Regions from separate parts of the Mus musculus genome. Here all the other regions are linked to region 1. The links are chromatin contacts, called in public HiChIP or PLAC-seq and promoter capture Hi-C maps. All regions are on one chromosome and are shown on one strand. Each heading gives the region's core, a stretch centred on a gene start, on an enhancer-like site or on the middle of the called end of the contact. The rest is flanking DNA. Distances are from core to core; before and after follow the strand shown.

What was found. HiChIP or PLAC-seq counts read pairs in DNA pulled down with a chosen protein or histone mark. Capture Hi-C pulls out chosen DNA fragments and counts their contacts.
Region 2: a promoter capture Hi-C map of pancreatic islet shows a contact between it and region 1. The contact joins the promoter of Prr12 here to the promoter of Hsd17b14 in region 1. A contact is called at or near these places in 4 of 39 promoter capture datasets (cranial neural crest, liver and pre-B cells), 1 of 484 Hi-C or Micro-C datasets (cortical neurons), 2 of 115 datasets of contacts at active chromatin or transcription factors (astrocytes and pancreatic cancer cells) and 2 of 9 other capture datasets (liver and pancreatic islet).
Region 3: an H3K27ac HiChIP or PLAC-seq map of microglia shows a contact between it and region 1, with 6 times the contacts expected there. The contact joins the promoter of Fcgrt here to the promoter of Hsd17b14 in region 1. A contact is called at or near these places in 5 of 39 promoter capture datasets (the C10 cell line, hematopoietic stem and progenitor cells, hippocampal neurons and 2 more), 1 of 115 datasets of contacts at active chromatin or transcription factors (microglia) and 1 of 9 other capture datasets (liver).
Region 4: a contact with region 1 is called in an H3K27ac HiChIP or PLAC-seq map of large pre-B cells, with 5 times the contacts expected there. The contact joins the promoter of Pih1d1 here to the promoter of Hsd17b14 in region 1. A contact is called at or near these places in 8 of 39 promoter capture datasets (the C10 cell line, the HPC-7 cell line, cranial neural crest and 5 more), 1 of 15 datasets of contacts at CTCF or cohesin (large pre-B cells), 4 of 484 Hi-C or Micro-C datasets (B cells, cortical neurons, muscle stem cells and 1 more), 2 of 115 datasets of contacts at active chromatin or transcription factors (large pre-B cells and pancreatic cancer cells) and 2 of 9 other capture datasets (adipose tissue and liver).
Region 5: a contact with region 1 is called in a promoter capture Hi-C map of liver, with 2.0 times the contacts expected there. The contact joins the promoter of Kash5 here to the promoter of Hsd17b14 in region 1. A contact is called at or near these places in 5 of 39 promoter capture datasets (cranial neural crest, frontonasal cranial neural crest, hematopoietic stem and progenitor cells and 2 more), 2 of 484 Hi-C or Micro-C datasets (the G1E-ER4 cell line and embryonic stem cells), 2 of 115 datasets of contacts at active chromatin or transcription factors (effector CD8 T cells and pancreatic cancer cells) and 2 of 9 other capture datasets (adipose tissue and liver).

Annotation. Positions count from the first base shown.
Region 1 is chr7:45,553,382-45,556,948 of GRCm38.p6, forward strand. Hsd17b14 (hydroxysteroid (17-beta) dehydrogenase 14) reads left to right here and starts at 1,547. Exons shown (of 9, transcript NM_025330.3): 1 at 1,547-1,685; 2 at 2,674-2,712; 3 at 2,932-3,014. The coding sequence starts at 1,598. It overlaps Plekha4 (pleckstrin homology domain containing, family A (phosphoinositide binding specific) member 4), which reads left to right. Exons shown (of 20, transcript NM_001381849.1): 19 at 188-300; 20 at 384-848. The coding sequence ends at 646.
Region 2 is chr7:45,051,572-45,055,138 of GRCm38.p6, forward strand. Prr12 (proline rich 12) reads right to left here and starts at 1,763. Exons shown (of 14, transcript NM_175022.3): 1 at 1,225-1,763. The coding sequence starts at 1,310. Prrg2 (proline-rich Gla (G-carboxyglutamic acid) polypeptide 2) reads right to left here. Exons shown (of 7, transcript NM_022999.1): 6 at 2,948-3,076; 7 at 2,033-2,626. The coding sequence ends at 2,608.
Region 3 is chr7:45,101,998-45,105,564 of GRCm38.p6, forward strand. It overlaps Fcgrt (Fc receptor, IgG, alpha chain transporter), which reads right to left and starts at 1,825. Exons shown (of 7, transcript NM_010189.3): 1 at 1,643-1,825; 2 at 1,006-1,276; 3 at 417-674; 4 at 1-188. The coding sequence starts at 1,072.
Region 4 is chr7:45,152,465-45,156,031 of GRCm38.p6, forward strand. It overlaps Pih1d1 (PIH1 domain containing 1), which reads left to right and starts at 1,839. Exons shown (of 10, transcript NM_029406.4): 1 at 1,839-2,076. It overlaps Aldh16a1 (aldehyde dehydrogenase 16 family, member A1), which reads right to left and starts at 2,072. Exons shown (of 17, transcript NM_145954.2): 1 at 1,928-2,072. The coding sequence starts at 2,017.
Region 5 is chr7:45,203,249-45,206,815 of GRCm38.p6, forward strand. Kash5 (KASH domain containing 5) reads right to left here and starts at 1,644. Exons shown (of 20, transcript NM_201374.2): 1 at 1,344-1,644. The coding sequence starts at 1,455.

The DNA of each region.
Region 1 (3,567 bases), core at 297-2,796:
TAATAGCAGAGCTCCTGTGGCCTGTATCAGACCCAGCGGTTCCTACTGTAATGGTGACCTCACTGCTGGTCTACTGGTAATAAATGCAGAGAGCCTGAGCTTAAAGTCCTCTAGATAGATACCCGCTAGGAAGAACTCCCAGCGAGCCCCAGTGGCCTGTGTGACACCCGTGGCTTATTTTCTGTAGTCCCAGGCACTCTGCAACCTGCTCACCAGTACCTGGAGGCCACCGGGAGCGAGTGCTCAGCCTCTCCCAGGCTCTAGCTACAGAGGCTTCCCAGTGGCACAGGCTGATGGCAGGTGAGGCGCCCAGGCTCTGAGGGAGGAAGCCTGGAAGTGTGGATGTCACGTGATTAAGTTAACACTGCTCCTTATCCCTTTAGCCTCTCCAGGCAGAAATTTGGATACCAGGGGAGACTGTCTCCAGCCAAGCCCACAGCCTCCCAGTGAAGAACTGCCCCAGGTCACCTCGTCCCCAGCTCCTCACAAGGCTACTTCTGCTACCACAGGGTTCTCATGCCAAGGCAGCCGGAGAGGCCTGGCCCCATGGGAGGCCAGGTGGGACCCTGGGAAGGCCCCTCCAGCTCTGACCCAGGAAGAGGGGGCATGGCCCTTCAGAGTCACTCTGCTGCAGTCCAGCTTTTGACTCCCATCTTTATACTGAGCCCTACAAGCTGGAAGCACAACTTTGAGGTGTGGGACCATTCAGGACCACAGGGGAGAGGTTCATTCCAGCATGTATTCTAGGAGGGCCAGGGCCGCTATGGTCAAAGATTGATTTTCCCAACACTGTCCAAAATTGGATGAAAACTTTGAACTATTAGTCAATAAATAGCTTTTATTCTCTCTGTGGTTGTGACATTGTGTTCTGACAAACAAGGGTAAGGGCCCAATCTGCAGTGGTGGCACACGCCTTTTATCCCAGCACTTGGGAGGCAGAGACAGGTGGATTTCTGAGTTTGAGGCTAGCCTGATCTACAGAGTGAGTTCCAGGACAGCCAGGGCTATACAGAGAAACCCTGTCTCGAAAAACAAACAAACAAACAAACAATATGGGTCTGAGGGAGGAGGCTGGAGCCTGAATCAAGCCAGAAGAAGTAGCCCTGGTCTTACAAGTCAAAGGAAAAAAAAAAAAAAAAGAAAAAAAGCCGGGTGTAGTGGCGCACGCCTTTAATCCCAGCCCTTGGGAGGCAAAGGCAGGCGGATTTCTGAGTTCCAGGCCAGCCTGGTCTACAAAGTGAGTTCCAAGACAGCCAGGGCTATACAGAGAAACCCTGTCTCGAAAAACCAAACCAAACCAAACCAAAACAAAACAAAAAAAACAAGTCAAAGGGAGCAAGGCTGAAGTCAGTCTGAGGAGGCAGAGCTGGGGTGAGGGTCCCTGAGTCTGAAGGAGGACTGTCAGTTTGGGTACCCTGGGACTGAAAAAGAAGGGCTAGGAAGGAGAGTCCTCAGTTCTCCCAGGTGTGCCTTCCTAGAAACACCCCCTCCCAAGGTCAGCCTTCAGTGACCCAGCCTGTATATCTGGTTCCACCCCACTGCTTCTCTGGACTGTGGAGGTGGGAAGAGGTCCAGAGGGCGTGGGATACAGCTGGGGATGGCTGCAGTAACCCGATATTCTGGGAAGGTGGTGGTGGTGACTGGAGGCAGCCGGGGCATCGGGGCTGCGATCGTGAGAGCCTTCGGTGAGTAAGGGTCTTCCCGCCTGCTGTCTGAATTGTTGTAGGAGAGAAAGGATGACTGACAGAGGTTCCCAGAGTGGGAGGAGGAGACTCAGGTTCATTTCTGTAATGATTTATTTGTTCTTAAATGATTTGTTTATTTTTATTTTCCTCTGCATTGTTGTTGAATCTGGCTGAGAGTATTAGATCCCTTGGAACTGGAGTTACAAACAGTTGTGAGCTGCCATATGGGCACTGGGAAATGAACCTGGGTCCTTTGGAATAGCAGCCAGTGCTCTTAACTGCTGAGCCATCTCTCCAGTCCCTCAGTCCATTTGGATTGTTGGGTCTTTGCTGATAGGTTGGTCATTAAAAACTCTTCCTTGGGCTGGAGAGATGGCTCAGCGGTTAAGAGCACTGACTGCTCTTCTGAAGGTCCTGAGTTCAATTCCCGGCAACCACATGATGGCTCACAACCATCTGTAATGAGATCTGGCATTTCTGGAGTGTCTGAAGACAGCTACAGTGTACTTACATATAATAAATAAATAAATCTTAAAAAAAAAAAAAAGTTCTTCCACTGGCCTGGCAGTGGTGGCATATACCTTTAATCCCAGCACTTGGGAGGCAGAGGCAGGCGAATCTCTTGAATTTTAGGCCAGCCTGATCTACAGAGTGAGCTCAGAACAGCCAGGACCATACAGAGCAACTCTGTCTCAAAAATATAAAAATAAAAAAAAAAATCTTCCCTGGATCGGTTCCTAGCTGCAAATGATAGCTTTGAGAGTATTATTGCCTATCGGTTTGGGATTTTTCTAGAATCCAGGATGGGGGCCAACAGCAGCTTAATGAAAAAGGTTATTTGTTGCAAGATTCTGCTCTTGTAAGAGGACTGAAGCCAGTCACAAGAGCCGCTGGAGTGGCAGGTGCTCTGGGTGGTGGCCAGCAGAGGGCACCAGAGATGGTGAGGAAAGTCTGCAGGGCTTGTAACCTTGTTCTCTTCTTTTGGCAGTGGACAGTGGGGCTCAAGTGGTTTTCTGTGACAAGGATGGTGAGTGATTCAGTGTTCGATTCTCCCTTGCCTCCTCCATCGAAAGGGATCCGCGCCTAGCTCTCCTCCCTTGAACCCAGCTCTGCTTCCTCGGACCCAGGAATTCAAGTCCTGGCTTTCTTCCCTCCCATCCAGGGCTCTTCCCTAGCCCTCTACCCTCAGACTCTGGTGTCCAAGCCTCAGCTCTCCTTCCTCAGACCCAAAATCTTTCTCCTGCAGAGGCTGGGGGCCGGGCTCTGGAGCAGGAACTCTCGGGCACTGTTTTTATCCCCGGTGACGTGACACAGGAAAGAGATTTGCAGGTGAGTGTTTTCTGTCCCACACCTGGTCTCCAGTCCCTCTTTCCAGCTACCCATGCCCAGGACAGCTCAGTCCCTCTGCCCTGCTCTCCCTCCCATCTTTAGGAATGAACAAAACACTTGCTTCCTGTATCAAATTTCTGACTTCCCTGCACTCAGAATCTGTTATGTGCCTCCAGGTTTAGCCCCAGTCTGGGCCTCTGTCTCTCTGTCTGTGTATCTCAGCTCCCCACCACCCTCAGGGTCTGTAGACCCTCCTTCTGAGGCTCTGCCTTATACACACACCCCTCTCCAAAGTTTTCTAAGGTGGTGTGCTGATAAGTGTTATATCAACTCTACCCAAGCTACAGTCATTTGGGAAGAGGAAATCTCACTAGAAAATGGCCCCACCAAATTGGCATGTGGGCAAACCTGCTGTTCATTTTCTTTTTTCTTTTTTCCCAAGATAGGGTTTCTCTGTGTAGCCCTGGCTGTCCTGGAACTCATTCTGTAGATCAGGCTGGCCTTGAACTCAGAAATCCGCCTGCCTCTGCCTCCCAAGTGCTGGGATTAAAGG
Region 2 (3,567 bases), core at 513-3,012, 500 kb before region 1:
GCAAATAGTCAACGTGAAAGGTGTGGTCCTCCCTTGAAGTCCTCCCATGCCACAACAGAACGAAAGGTCCAACACTGCAAGGACGCACGGACAACCCAAGACCCGCTGAAACGACACGGACCCTGAATTAGGAAAGGAATCCAGCCAGGCCAGGAGCAGGAGGTAGCTTGTGTCCCAAATGGCAAGGGGAGAAGGTGGGGAGGGGACAGGACACAGGGAAAGTCCCAGGTACAAGTCCTGACACGAATTCGTTGCATCCCTAGGGGCTGAGGTTCAAATGCACCGGCCTAAGTGAAGCCAGATGCGTGTACAAACAGGAGTTCAATTCACCCGTGCAAAAGAAAAGGTCCCGAGTGTGAAGTCCCACTCTAAAAATTTATACACGCTGGGGAAAGCTAAGTGTGGAGGGGGAGGAGGGTGAAGGGCAGGTGAAGAGTGAGGACACAGATTAAACTACAAGAGGCAGGTTCACGGGTGAACACGCGGCTAGCCACGCGTGCACAGGGCCCACGCTCACACACACAAACACAAACGGGGAAGAGACACGACTCTGTTCCAGAAAGGGCCCAAATCCGTGGCCTTGCACCAGAGGGCAAACAGCGCGCCATCAACCAGGATTCACAGCTTTGAGCAAGGTGGGGAGCAGAAGGGGGCGTGTCCCTAATCTCAGGACCCCCCCAAACACACAGAATTCTAGTTTAAGAAGGGGGCGGGGCCCCTTGCCCACTCTGCGCGGGGAATTTCTTGGAGGGGGGAGGGACCGAGTGGCCCGGCCTCCTGCAGCCCCGGAACAATAGGACCTGGGAGGGGGTGCAGCCCCCCAGGTCTGCGAGCTGATTCTCTTTTCCTCCCACCTTTGCAGTTGCAGAGCCAGGGGCGCCCGGGGGGAGGGGTCAGCACGCCGGGAATCCAAAGATGGGGGGCAAGTCCAGGCCTTGCTTCGCCAACCCTTCCCATCTTCCCAAGGCCTTCCCGGTTCGAATTTGTTTTTGCGCCTTGCCTGCTTCGTTTCTCTCTTTTGCAAGCAGGAGCTGGCTTTGGCGGAGTTTGCAATTTGCAAACTGGGGCGGCGGCGTTGTTACAAACCCAAAGAAGGCCGCTCCCTTGCAAAAATCGGAGGGGGAGTTGGCGATGCACGCGTTGCCGAGCGGGCCCCAGGCCCAGGCCAGGCAGGAATCCCCCCACCTCTTGGCCCATTTCTCTAGGTCCCCCTCAGCTCCTTACCTAGCTTTCGCTGACCTCTCGTAACTCCATCCCGCCCCGGCGCCGAGCGGGTCCCCGAAGCCGGCGCTGGGGTAGTTCCTGTCCATGAATTGGCCGCGGTGGAAATTGGGGGGAGGGGGAGGGAGGGGGAAAGGAGGGGGAGCGCGCGCGCTCTCCTCCGCCGCCGCTCCCTCCGCTGCTTTTTTTCCTCCCTTTCTCTTTTTTTTTCTTTGCGGCCACCGAAGGCCCGGGAAGGCCCCGGGCGGGGGAGGGAGGGGGCAGGGACGGAGGGGCGGGCAAAGGAGGGGTGCAGCCGCTGAGCCAAGGAGGGGGGGTTCCCCCTGGAGGAGGGAAAGGGGGGAGGAGGGACCCCGCTGTCTCCGCCTTTGCCCCGGCGCTTGCAAGAGAGAAGGGGACGCGCGCTCCGGAGGGGGCGTCCCGGACGGCCCCGGAGTGGGTGCGGGCGCTGGGTGCTCGCTCTTTCGCCTCCGCCGCCGCCACCTCCTCCTCCTCTGCGCTCACGGTGCAGCCATCTTTGCACAAGGCGGCAGGGGGAGGGGGGAGGGGAAGGGGGGCGGGCGGCGGGGTGTCTGGCTGCGCTCCGCTTCCTCCCACAATCCCGTGCAAATGTAAAAAAAAAAAAAAAAGAGAGAGAGAGAGCGCGAGCGAGCACTAGCGGAGCCTGGGAGGCGGGGGGGGGGGGTAAGCGAGTGAGCGCGAGCGCACCAGCGGAGCCTGGGGGTGTAGGGCACAGCGCCTGTACACAGAGATTCAGTTCCACCGCGCGCAAATGCGCCCAGAAAGGGGGCTCAGTTCTTTTGCATTTTTATTTTTTTCTCATTGTTTCAATTTTTTATTTCTTCCATCCCCCCTTCCTTTCCCAAAGGGTTTTTAAGCAGAGGGCAGCTCAGATCAACTCCATTTACCCGGGTGCAACACAAGCGTGACACCCCGCTTACAGCACATTGCAAATGCGCCCCCCACCTTTATACTGGATTACAAACCGCCCATGTGCCCGACTGGGGAAATACACGAAGTCAGGCGTGTGCAAGGGCCTGGTTCCCTGCGCGTACGTGCCCCGCGGCACCAGTGGAGTGACAGCCGAGTCACGTCTGATCCGAGTTTCCTAAAAGGTCTGCCCATTCTGAGGCAGGGCCACTGCTCAGACGAAGTGTGGGGGGGGGTCACTGGAGGGCCGGGGGCACCAACTCGGCAACAGGATGGTCAGGGACGTGCGTGTATGCGTGCCCGGCGGAAACACGTGTGTCATGGTAGACCTCGGGTCCGACGACCCTGACTCCCCCACGGACACACTGAAGCCCAGTCGTCGAAGAAGCTGGCGACTTCCGGAATCCGCTATGAATCAGGGGCACAGTTCAGGGAGCCCGCGCTGCAAGCAGGTCTTCAGTGAGGCCTTCTGAGGCTATCGGGGATGGGGGTTGGGAGTGCAGAGTCAAACATCCCAGCCGCCCCCTCCACCGAGCCTACACCGACCCGCCCTTGGTGCCTCAGCCAATCCTCAATCCTGTAGGCACAAGCCCCACCTTCCTCAAAAGCTGCACTCTTGCAAGGCTGATCCACGCCCCTATAGACAATTGCGTAGGGTCCGCCCTCCCCTGCAAGCTCCGCCCTATGTAGGTTTTCCTAAGCACCAAGCCCTGCCCTTGGGGACACGCCCCTCCCACGCGTTGCCTCTCCCCCCCCCTCCCTCTGGCACCACCCAGGCAGAAGCCCCGCCTCATACCTGGAGTAAGGGGGCGGAGGTGCGTCGTGCACCCCGGAGGCTGCTAAAGCCTGCTCATAGGTGGGAAGGCCTGGGGGCAAGGGTGGAGATTGAGGCGTCTGAGGACTCAAGGGGATGATGAGCCCGGTCCTGGAAACAGAAAAAGTGTGGTTAGTATAAAACCTACATTATAGTTGGAGACAAGGGGGTCAGCGGTTAAAACACTTGCTGAACTTGCTGAGGACCCAGGTTCCAATTCCAGCACCCACATGGCTGCTCACAACCATCTGTAACTCCAGTCCTGGAGGAGCCGACACCCTCTTCTGATCTTTGACGGCACCAGGCACATAAAAGAAAACTTTAAAAGAAACGAATAAAAAGAAACCTACAGTCGGGAGGTGTTGGCACACACGCCTTTAATCCCAGCATTTGGGAGGCAGAGGCATGGGGATTTCTGAGTTCGAGGCCAGCCTGGTCTACAGAGTGAGTTCCAGGACAGCCAGGGCTACACAGAGAAACCCTGTCTCATAAAAAAACAAAACAAAAACACACAAAAAAAGAAAGAAACCTACAAGACCTTCAGAGGTGTAAGAGAGATGGCCCAGAAAAGTGCCTCAAAGGACACCCTGATGGACATGGAC
Region 3 (3,567 bases), core at 575-3,074, 450 kb before region 1:
GGCCGCATCAGGCTGCTTCATCCACAGATTAGCAACGATTTCCGTCTCAGGCCACTCCCCAGTCCAATTGCCGATTCTTGGGTTGAATTTCATAAACTCCTCACCATTGAGGGCAAACACAGCCGTGGGCACTGAGGAATTATCCGAGGCCAGTTCACAGCCCAGCAGGCCCTGCAGTGTGTAGGTCCCTAGATGCCAACACGCAGGCAAGCAGACTCAGGAGCAAGGGCCAGCCTTCCTCTCTTCTCCTCCCTCGGACCTTGAGGTCCAGATCCCAACCTTCCCCCTTATTCCTAGGGTTCAGACCTAATCCTCCCACTTCAGGCCTAGGGCTCCAGCCTCCTTCCTTGACCCAGGAATCCAGACCCATTATCCTTCCTCAAACCCAGCCTACTGAAGCTCACCCCTCTTCTGACCATTTAATATCTTCTCCAGGGTCTTGAGGGCCTCCAAGAAGAGCTGTTCTTTGCTTTTGAGGTCTGTGGTCTCCTTCTCCCAATACCAAGACACCTGATTTTCCCACATCCAGGCCCCACAGGGGTCAGCTTCCTGCCGCAGGCTGTTGTAGGTCAGATACTGCTGAGGACCCAACCAGCCTGTAGCCCAGAAAGAGGGAAGCCCCGTAGATGGGTTTGACACAGCCGTGAGATGATACATCAGTGGGGGGCGGGTCTCTGCAGAGCAAACAGGAGAGTCTCGGGTCACGGACTGCACCGTGCCCCACAGAGGTGCAGAATGAAAACTGGACCCGATCTGAAGTGCCATGATCCTCCAGAGAGAAGGGGACAGACACCCAGAAAGGAAGCAAGACGGACAGACGGACACAGAGACGAGCCTGAGATTGTCAAGTGTATTTGACTCAGATGCACAGAGAAGTTACCCACAGTGAGATTTCCATGAAGGCTAGGACATCATGGAAAAAGTGGACTTATTGTCCCTCTTCCACTCTTTGGCTCTTCTTCCTGTCCCCTTCCTGACACACTCCAGGTCCTGGTGGCCTCTTACCTGAGCCCCAGGTCTGAGGCAGGAGGACCAACAAGAGGCTGAGGGCCCAGGGCAGTGGCATCCCCATTCCGACAGGGTGACCCGGAGTGGAAGGGACACGTGACTCCTCTGGACCCCGCCTTGTTGATTCTTCACAAGGTCCCTGTGGACTCTTCGTAGACCAGGACGCTGGATGGTGGGATGGAGACCCAGTCCAAGACGACAGACAGGAGTGTTCCTCTGTGAACTTTCACCTTCTCATTTGATCCACTTTAGTTAATTAATTACAGAGCTAGACAGACCAAAATTTGTCTCAGACTTCTGTTATTTCCTTTTTCTCCTCCCTCAGACCAGAGGATCCAGGCCTTCTCCTCCTCCCTCATTCCCAGGGGCTCAGATTTCAGCCTCAGGAGCCCTCAAACCCAAGCCAGGAGTCCAGTTCCACCTCCCTCAGATCCAGGAGTCCAGTTCCAAGATCTTTCCTCAAACCCAAAACCCTAGGCTCCGGCTTCATCCCTCAGACTCAGGTGCCCGGGGTCCTGCTCTCCTTCCTCAGACCCCAGCCTCCTCTCTCCCCCTCAGGTCATAACACTCCTCCCTCAGACCTGGAGCTCCAGGCCCCAACCCTCTTTCCTCTTGGGGTGCTGGTCCCTCATACCTAGAGAACCAGGCCTGGGCCTCCTCCTCTGACGCTCAGCCTGTTCCTCACAGAGGCCCTCTTCCCTCTGCCTGCAGCCGATGGATCCTCTGCTTAGAGCCTCCAGTTCTTCTCTTACATCCTGTCTGTACACAGTTAGGACTGGAGAACTCTGAGGGCATCCAACTCCACCCACTAGCTCCTAAGCACACCCCTTGGGCCTCTGTCCAGCCTCTCTTGAAGTTCCTGCTGTATCTGGTTGGAAGCCTCCCGGGGCAAACGTCATTAGGCCTGCCTCCCAAAACAGCTTCTATGTTTACTCGTTTGGAGCATTTTTGGAGTAGACTCGCAGCCCTGGAAAGGCCTGCACGCTGAATGTGACTTTAAGACACCCCAGGATTTGTGGGCTGTGGGTGTGGCTTGGTCATGGCATGGTTGCCTAACACACAAGGTTTGGCAGCAGCCCACTCCCAGCTGTAAGCCTGCTCTGATTTCTTCCATGTGCCAGCACTTGAGGTGGCCCCAACCCTGCCTACACACTCTGTGATGAGAGCCTTTGCCTTTGGCCCCTGTCTCCCACCCTGCTGCCCACCCCAAGATCTTGCCAGAAAAAACACACAGACACACAGAGAGACACTGACAGACAGGTAGGTTGACAGGGTAGATAGACAGCAAAGAAGAAAGGGGGTGGGCGGCAGCACATGCCTGTAATTCCAGCACTAAGGATGGAGGCCGGGAGGCCAGGGGTTCATGGCCGGCCTGGGCGGCAGGGAATATAAACAGCCGAGAGAGGGAGACTGACAGAGCCGTGAGTGGTCGACTGGTGGTCAGCAGATGGACCAACAGGCTGAAGTAGATGGGCAAAACCGGTGTGATGGGGCAGGCCTGGAACCCACACACTTGAAAGACAGAAGCAAGAGTCTGGAAAGTCTGGAGCTGACGAGACAGCTCAGCAGTTAAGAGCACCTGCTGCTCTTGCAGAGGATCCGAGTTTGGTTCCCGGCACCCACATGGTGGCTCACAGCTGCCCATAACTCCAGTTCTAGGGGGTCTGACAATTTCTCATTGAACACCAGGCAGGGATGTGGGGCACGTGTATACACACAGGCATGAATAAAATAAATAAATCTAAAAAACCTTTTTAAGGGCTGGTGAGATGGCTCAGTGGGTAAGAGCACCCGACTGCTCTTCTGAAGGTCTGGAGTTCAAATCCCAGCAACCACATGGTGGCTCACAACCATCCGTAACGAGATCTGATTCCCTCTTCTGGAGTGTCTGAAGACAGCTACAGTGTACTTACATATAACCAATAAATAAATTAAAAAAAAAACCTTTTTAAGAGAGAATAGAAAGTCAACCACTCCTACCTGCCTTGACCTCCCTCTCCCTCTGGTCTATATCAAGTGTGTGTACAAGTGTGTGCGTGTGTAATAATGGTGGTGGTGGTGGTAGCGTGGAGGCAGCAGAGGGGTAGGGTAGATGTGTCAGGACAGGAACTCATGCAGCCCAGGTCGACCATGAACTCCTGAAGCCCAGCCTCCAGCTCTTAAGTGCTGGGCTTGCAGGCCTCCTACGGACTGGGGAGAGGGCTCAGTCAGTAAGTGTTTGCCTGCCAAGAATGAGGACCTGAGTCCTGATCTTCTGATGCTAGCCTCCCCTGTAAAAAGCTGCGTCTGTGGCTAGAGAGATGGCTAGGTGATTAAGAGACACTGTCTGTGCTGGTGGTGGCTCACACCTTTAGTCCCAGCACTCAGGAGGCAGAGGCAGGTGAATCTCTGAGTTCGAGGCCAGCCTGGTCTATAGAGAGAGTTCCAGGACAGCCAGGGTCACGTAGAGAAACTCTGTCTTGAAAAACCAAACAACAACAACAACAAAAAAAAACACTGGCTGCTCTTGTAGAAGACCTGAGTTTGGCTGCCAGCATCCACACGATGCTCACAACCATC
Region 4 (3,567 bases), core at 589-3,088, 400 kb before region 1:
TTGAGACAGGGTTTCTCTGTGTAGCCCTGGCTGTCCTGGAACTCACTCTGTAGACCAGGCTGGCCTCGAACTCAGAAATCCACCTGCCTCTGCCTCCTCCCAAGTGCTGGGATTAAAGATGTGCGTCACCACTGCCAGCGGGATCCGACTCTTTTTTTTTTTTTTTAAAGATTTTATTTATTTATTATATATAGGTACACTGTCGCTGTCTTCAGACACTCCAGAAGAGGGAGTCAGATTTTGTTACGGATGGTTGTGAGCCACCATGTGGTTGCTGGGATTTGAACTCCGGACCTTCGGAAGAGCAGTCGGGTGCTCTTACCCACTGAGCCATCTCACCAGCCCGGGATCCGACTCTTAACCAGCATCTTGGTGACATCTCTTGATGAACCAGTCTGCCTCCATCTTAGGCTTGAAAGCCTCTTAAAGACAAACTAGCTTCTTTCCTGTTTCTGATTAAACCTGTTTCTCAAGATTGGGTTATGTCCCACCTGTAACCTTAAGTACAAATGGTTCTGCACTGCCTGTTCCAGAAAACTTCAACCATGTCTTGGTTTTAAAAAGATATATATTTTTAAAAGATTTATTTATTATTTATTATATGTAAGTACACTGTAGCTGTCTTCAGACACTCCAGAAGAGGGCATCATATCTCGTTATAGGATGGTTGTGAGCCACCATGTGGTTGCTGGGATTTGAACTCTGGACCTTTGGAAGAGCAGTCGGGTGCTCTTACCTACTGAGCCATCTCACCAGCCCTTAAAAAGATATTATAATTGTTTTGCAACCCTACCTTTGTTTCAAAAGGTTGTTATGGCTACCATTTTAGGAACACCTTGCAATAATGTCTTTACTACAGAAGGTTATTATAATGTGTATGTTCTGCTCCTGTAACCTCAACTATTTTGGTGGCCAAATCCCCCTATCCACAAACTATATATAAAAACCTTGTCTTTCTCACATCCAGGACTGACTTCTAGAACCAAAGCTTATTGGGGAGGCAGCTTGTGTCCTCAAAAAAAAGCTAGCTTAATTAATTACTTGCTTAAATTACTTTGGCCGTGATGATTTCGGGTCAGTGATCTTTCTCCTTGTATCTTTGGGATCAACACTCTAAACTTTATAGAGTGTTTTATGCTGTCCCTCCAAAGCTGGAGTCCTTTTGTAGTGTGGTGACTCCTCTTAAGAGTCTAAAGACTCTACAACCTCCTAATACCTGCTTGGATGCTGGAAGAATTTCTGGGACCCTGGGCATTCTGATTGGTCCTTGGTTTTAAAGAAAATCCCAGGAACCCTACCACATTCCGATGAGGCTGCAAGAGGGTTCTGGAGCCTTGGGCCAGGAGGCTCTAAAGGAATAATATAAATGAAGTACGAAAACAGGAAAATCTCCCAAAGAAATCCACTAAACTTGGGAGGGGGAGAGGGAGAATGAGAATAGGATGGGCTAGGAGGGTCAAGAGAACTCAGATGACGTTCGAAGGGGCAGGAGATCACAGAGCACCGTAAGGATATTGAAACAAGGGGAGCAGTCATAGCAAGTTTTGGACGAACTTGGGGTTCTAAACGAACTTGAGGTTCTAAACGTTCCCGCGAGCCTCCAAAGTGCCGGGGGCCACAAGGAACCACGATCTAGCAAGGTGAAGACTCAGGAGGACCGCGAGAGGTATGGGGATTTAGTGACCACCCGTTCCTGAAGGGTCCTGGGGAAACACTACGGCGGCGTTCGGGACCGTAAACGAAAACCGCGAGGACAACCATCGCCGCCCACCGCCAGCCGCCCAGCCCAGGCTTCCGCACTGTAGGGGAAATCACGCGCTCAGAGGGGCGGGGCTTCCGAGAAGGCCGCAGTGGATGACGGGAGCCCGCGCGCCCCAAGCGGCCGAGAGGACTCGGAGGCAGCAGCGGCCGCGGGGCAAGCCCTCACCAGTGCGCATGCGTGGCTCTCCGGCACCGGTCCGTACTCCAGCGTCGTGAAAATCTCCCGGGTACTGGGCTGTACACGCGTAGCCGCCATCGCTCTCCCGGAGCCTTCCGCGAGGGATTGCTGGACGGTCTACCTAGAGGAACTTGGAGGTCCGAAGGGCGGCACCGCCCACTCCAATCAAAGGGGCGGGGCCAACCGTAGGGCCCGGAAGCGAGCTATATAGGACGTGACCCGCCTACTTTAGAGCCGCGCGATGCGGCCTATGGGCGGATGCTGGGAAATGTAGTTTCGGGGAGAACAGACATGGTTGGGTGGGTGGGTGGGGTCCCGCACTGGCAGAAGGCCTTCGGCTATTGTCACTTTGACTCTTTAGAAAAAATAGATTTTCGTTGTTTTGTTTTATTTTGTTTTTCAGACAGAGTCTCACTGTGAGCTCTGGAGGCCCTGGATCTAACTATGTAGACCCGGCTGGCTTCAACTCACAGACCCACCTATCTCCGCCTCCCGAGTGCTGGTATTAGAGGCGTGTGCCAGCACACTTGGCTAAAAAAATATTTATCTTTCTTTGTATGTACTCTGTGTAGCCCTGGCTCTCCTGGAACTCACTTTGTAGACCAGGCTGGCCTCGAACTCAGAAATCCGCCTGCCTCTGCTTCCGGAGTGCTGGGATTAAAGGCGTGCGCCACCACGCCCAGCCCTGAGGTATGTCTTTGCACTATGTGTCTGCAGTGCCTGTGGAGCCCAGAAGAGGGCGATGCAGCCGCTGGGCTGGAGAGAGCCTCATGACAGTTGTGGCTGTTTGGAGCTTAACCCCAGACATCTCCAAAAATAACATGTGTTCTTAATTGCTGAGCCTTCTCTCCACCCCAAATGCTTTTCTTTCTTTAAAAGAAGCAAACAAAGATTATTGTTATGTGCATGAGTATTTTGCCTGCTTGTCTGTGCATCATGTACATGCAGTTCCCCAGGAGGCCAGAAGAGGAGGCGACAGATCCCCCTAGAACTGGAGTTACAGGGCTTTGTTAGTCGCAATCTGGGTGTTGGGAATCGAACTCTCCTCTTCTGGAAGAGCAGTCAGCACTCTGCCGTTTAACTATCTCTCCAGCCTCCTCTGCCTCTATAACTTCTTTATAAGCAAAAACATTAATTATGTTCAAAAAAGGGCGATTAATAGCATTGAGACTGGGTGTGTGTTGAGTGGGATCAGACCCAGAGCCTAACTCATGATAGACAAGAGCAGGAGATACTAAAGTTCTCAGAGTGGCAATCCTTTCTGTACTGTAACCTCTGAGGTTTGGGAAGGGCAGATATGTAGGTTTTATTGATTCAGGAAGTGTGTCATTTCGCAGGCCTCCTCAGTCCTTACTTTTGATTGGTTGGCTAGGAGGGCGTGGCTTCAGCTCTTTCATACAAGTGGTCCCTGTAGGTGCCTGCTTTGGATGAAGGGCGCTGAGGTGGGCTTAACGGTGGCTACTTCAGTTCCTTAGTTATACAGACGCCGGAAGTGTGGCTTTCATTTATGCATTGGCCAAACAGGACCTATCAAGATACCCAGCCGACTTGAGAACGGAGCCTTCATCGTAATGGAACTGTAGACCATTCTCAGGACAAATTTTGGGATTCTGGGTGGAGGCCTGGGT
Region 5 (3,567 bases), core at 394-2,893, 350 kb before region 1:
AGTGTCTTGTGGGTTTTAAACATGGAGGAAGTCTGGAGGGGATCCCTGGACTAGAATTCAAGGGCTGCATTTCTGGGGTGTCACTAGATTTCAGAGTCCCCGGCGGAACTTGTAGGGCAACTACAGATTTCTAAAGTATCAGATAGGACTTGAACACCAAATCTCCACCAAGATTTCAGAGGAAAAGTCTCTGACAGGTTTTTGAGGGAGACTCTGATGGGATATCTAGAAGATCCTAGCGGCTGGCGTGGTGGGCTACACCTGTGATACCAGCACTCAGGAGGCTGAGGCAGCAGGATCCAAGGTTTTGAGTAGAGTCTGGGCAATTTACTGAAGCCCTAGAGAGTCCCTGGAGGGTAGCTTAGTCGTTAAGAGGACTAACAGTTTACTCTTCCAGATAGATATGGGTTGGAATCCCACTACACACATGTGAACTCCTCCTCATCTGCAATTTTAGTTCAGAGGGATACAAAACCACCTGGTCTCCACAGGCACATACCTGACACACATACAAACATGCCGGCAAAATACTCAAAAACAAACAAACAAACAAAAAACCCCAACAACAACAAAAACCAAAAACACCCAAACAAAAGCCAGGCAGTGGTGGTGCACACCTTTAATCCCAGCACGTGGGAACCAGAAGCACACAGGCCAGCCTGGTCTACAGAGAGAGTTCCAGGACAGTCAATGCTACACAAAGAAACCCTGTCTCAAAACAAAAACACCTACCCTACCCACAAAAACAAAATAGATTAAGTGTTAGGTTTCAAAAGTTCTAGAAGATTGCAGTTGGGCACATCTGGGAGAGCTGTAATCCTAAAACTGGGGAATGAGGATCATGAGGTCGTGGCCAGCCTGGGCAGCACTTGGAGGGTCTGTCTCAAACAAAAATAGAAAACAAGCAACAAAAAGCAACCGGAAGTTTCAAGAGTCTGACAGGATTGCCGAAGTTGCCACTAGAATTTTCCTGAGGAAGCCGGTCACGGTGGCGCACGCCTTTAATCCCAGCGCTCGGGAGGCAGAGGCAGGAGGATTTCGGAGTTCGAGGCCAGCCTGGTCTACAGAGTGAGTTCCAGGTCAGCCAGGGCTACACAGAGAAACCTTGTCTCAAAACTTGGGGCGTTTTTGAAGGAGCTGGCAGGTGATGTTACCGGGGAACCTGCCATGAAAGTCGCCACAGGCAGGGCGTACCTGGAGTCGGGACTCAGTTGAGGGACACCAGCGACGAACGGCGGTTGCGAATGTCACGGAAGAGGCGTGTTCACACGCGCCTTTTCCCGCCAGAAATGCAAATGAGCCGGCCTCCTGCAAGTCCCGCCCTCTCAGGCTCTTGTACTCACGCAAGCGCACTCCGAGTGGATGGCGCCCGGGTCTCTCCTTACGAAGACCCTTGAGCTGGCGCATGCGTAGAGCTTCTCGGGAGGATAGGCTGGACCTGAGGATCGAGTGCATGCGCACTAGTGGGGCTAGCGGTGATGGCGCGATATTATCGGCAGCTTTCTTCTGCGGTACAAAAATCCTTTCCTTCTGCTTGACAAAATAGGGCCAAGCAGGAGAGAGTTCAACCGAAGGACTCCCTGTTCATCCTTTTCTTCTTGTCAGTCTTTGAACCAAGTTCTTTCTTTTGGGTCTGGCTCGCCCGCCACTGTCACAATGATGCGCAGTCTGGTCCAGCCTCACTTCCGCTCCATTCCCTCCCCCCCCCCCGCCCCCCGCATTAATAGGTACCCAAGCTGTTTTCCCAAACTATTATAGTTTCTACTTACTGCTTAGCTATGTAGCCCAGGATGGCTTCGGACTTGAAGCAATCACCCTGCCTCAGTCCATGCCTGTGGACTATTCGAACTTTTTTATTATTAAGGGTCCAACAGCCGGGCGTGGTGGTGCACGCCTTTAATCCCAGCACTTGGGAGGCAGAGGCAGGCAGATTTCTGAGTTCGAGGCCAGCCTGGTCTACAAAGTGAGTGCCAGGTCAGCCAGGGCTACACAGAGAAACCCTGTCTCGAAAAAGCCAAAAAAAAAAAAAAAAAAAAACCAAACCAAAAAAGAGTAAAGACACTTGCCACCCATCCCGGTGATCGATCTGAGAAGAATCCCCAGGACCCACATGGTGCAAGGAGGGCCCCTGAATTCCACATGCAGACCCTATCATGTTCACTTTCCTACCCCTTGCTGTTTAAAAACACATGCATGTAATGATAAGGACTGGGCATGTAGCTCAGGGGTACGGTGTTTGACTGAGGGTGCCCTCATTCAATCCCTAGGGCCTAGTGAATTGGGCAGGGTAGTGTACCAGTACTCGGGAGGTAGAGGCAAAAAGTGCAAGGTCTTTCTCACCTTACTGACCATCAGACCCTGTGTGTGCTGTTTAGTTTTTTGTTGCCTTGACAAAAGCCAGAGTCATCTGAAAACCTCAACTGAAAAGTTACCCTGTCAGTAGGCAAGCCTGTGGGGATATTTTCTTGGTTAATGAGTGATGTGGATGGCAGCCCACTGTGGGCAAGACCACCCCTGGGAAGGTGCTTCTGGGTTGTATGAAAAAAAACAAAACAAAACCCTGAGCAAGCTTCAGTTCCTCCTTCGAGCCCCTACCCTGCCTCTTCTCTGTGATGGACTGTGATCTATCACAAGATGAAATAGACTCCCCAAGTTGTTTTTGATCATGGTGCTCACCCCAAGTTGTTTTTGATCGTGGTGCTCACGCACCGCAGCAGTAGAAAGCAAACTAGGACGCCTGGTCTAGATGAAAGGTCTGCCGGGTGTTTTCAGGACAACTTGTGGTGCATTCTGGACCCTGTTAGCTTTGTCCCTATTATCAACATCCATTCCTGGGGCTGGAAACATAGACCACTGTTTAAGAGCAATGGATGTTTTTCCAGAACACCTGAGATGGATTCCCAGCATCCACATTGCAGGCCACTCAGGACACAGAAGCAGGGAGTTTGACTGGGCTTATCCCATACTGCCTCTGGGGTGGATGCTGGGCTGTAAGGAAGTGACATTGCTCCCAGGGTGGGAAAGCCAGAGCTCCTTCTGGGGTCCCAGGCCTGTGACAAGGCCAGGGTTGTGGGGTTCTCAGACTCTTGGAAATCCTGGCACGGCTGGGAGTCCTGGAAGAGCAGGGGCCTGAGGTCTGGGGACAGCATCTAGCCTGGAGCCTGGGGCAGGGGTTGGGGGAGAAGGGGAACTCCAGCTAGTCTCACAGGGATTATTGTCCTTATCTTGGTAAGGGAAGGAGGTTGTGACTGGGAGCGCAGAGAAGCCTTCTATGGGGGAGTGGGTTGTGGCTCTGAAGGTGAAGGCCTTCTTCATGGCTCCCACAGCAGATCTTGATGAAAAGAGACAGTCTATGATTCTAAACAGTTTATTGTCATGGCGGAAAATGGATGTGTAAAATCATACCTCAAACTCAGAAATCCGCCTGCCTTTGCCTCCCGAGTGCTGGGATTAATGGCATGCGCCACCATGCCCAGCTTGACACATTTATGTGCGAAGCATGGCATGTGTTCCAAGTCAGGAGTCTGTGGGTGGGGTGGGGGAGCAGGGAGTCGCCTAAGCCTCAGG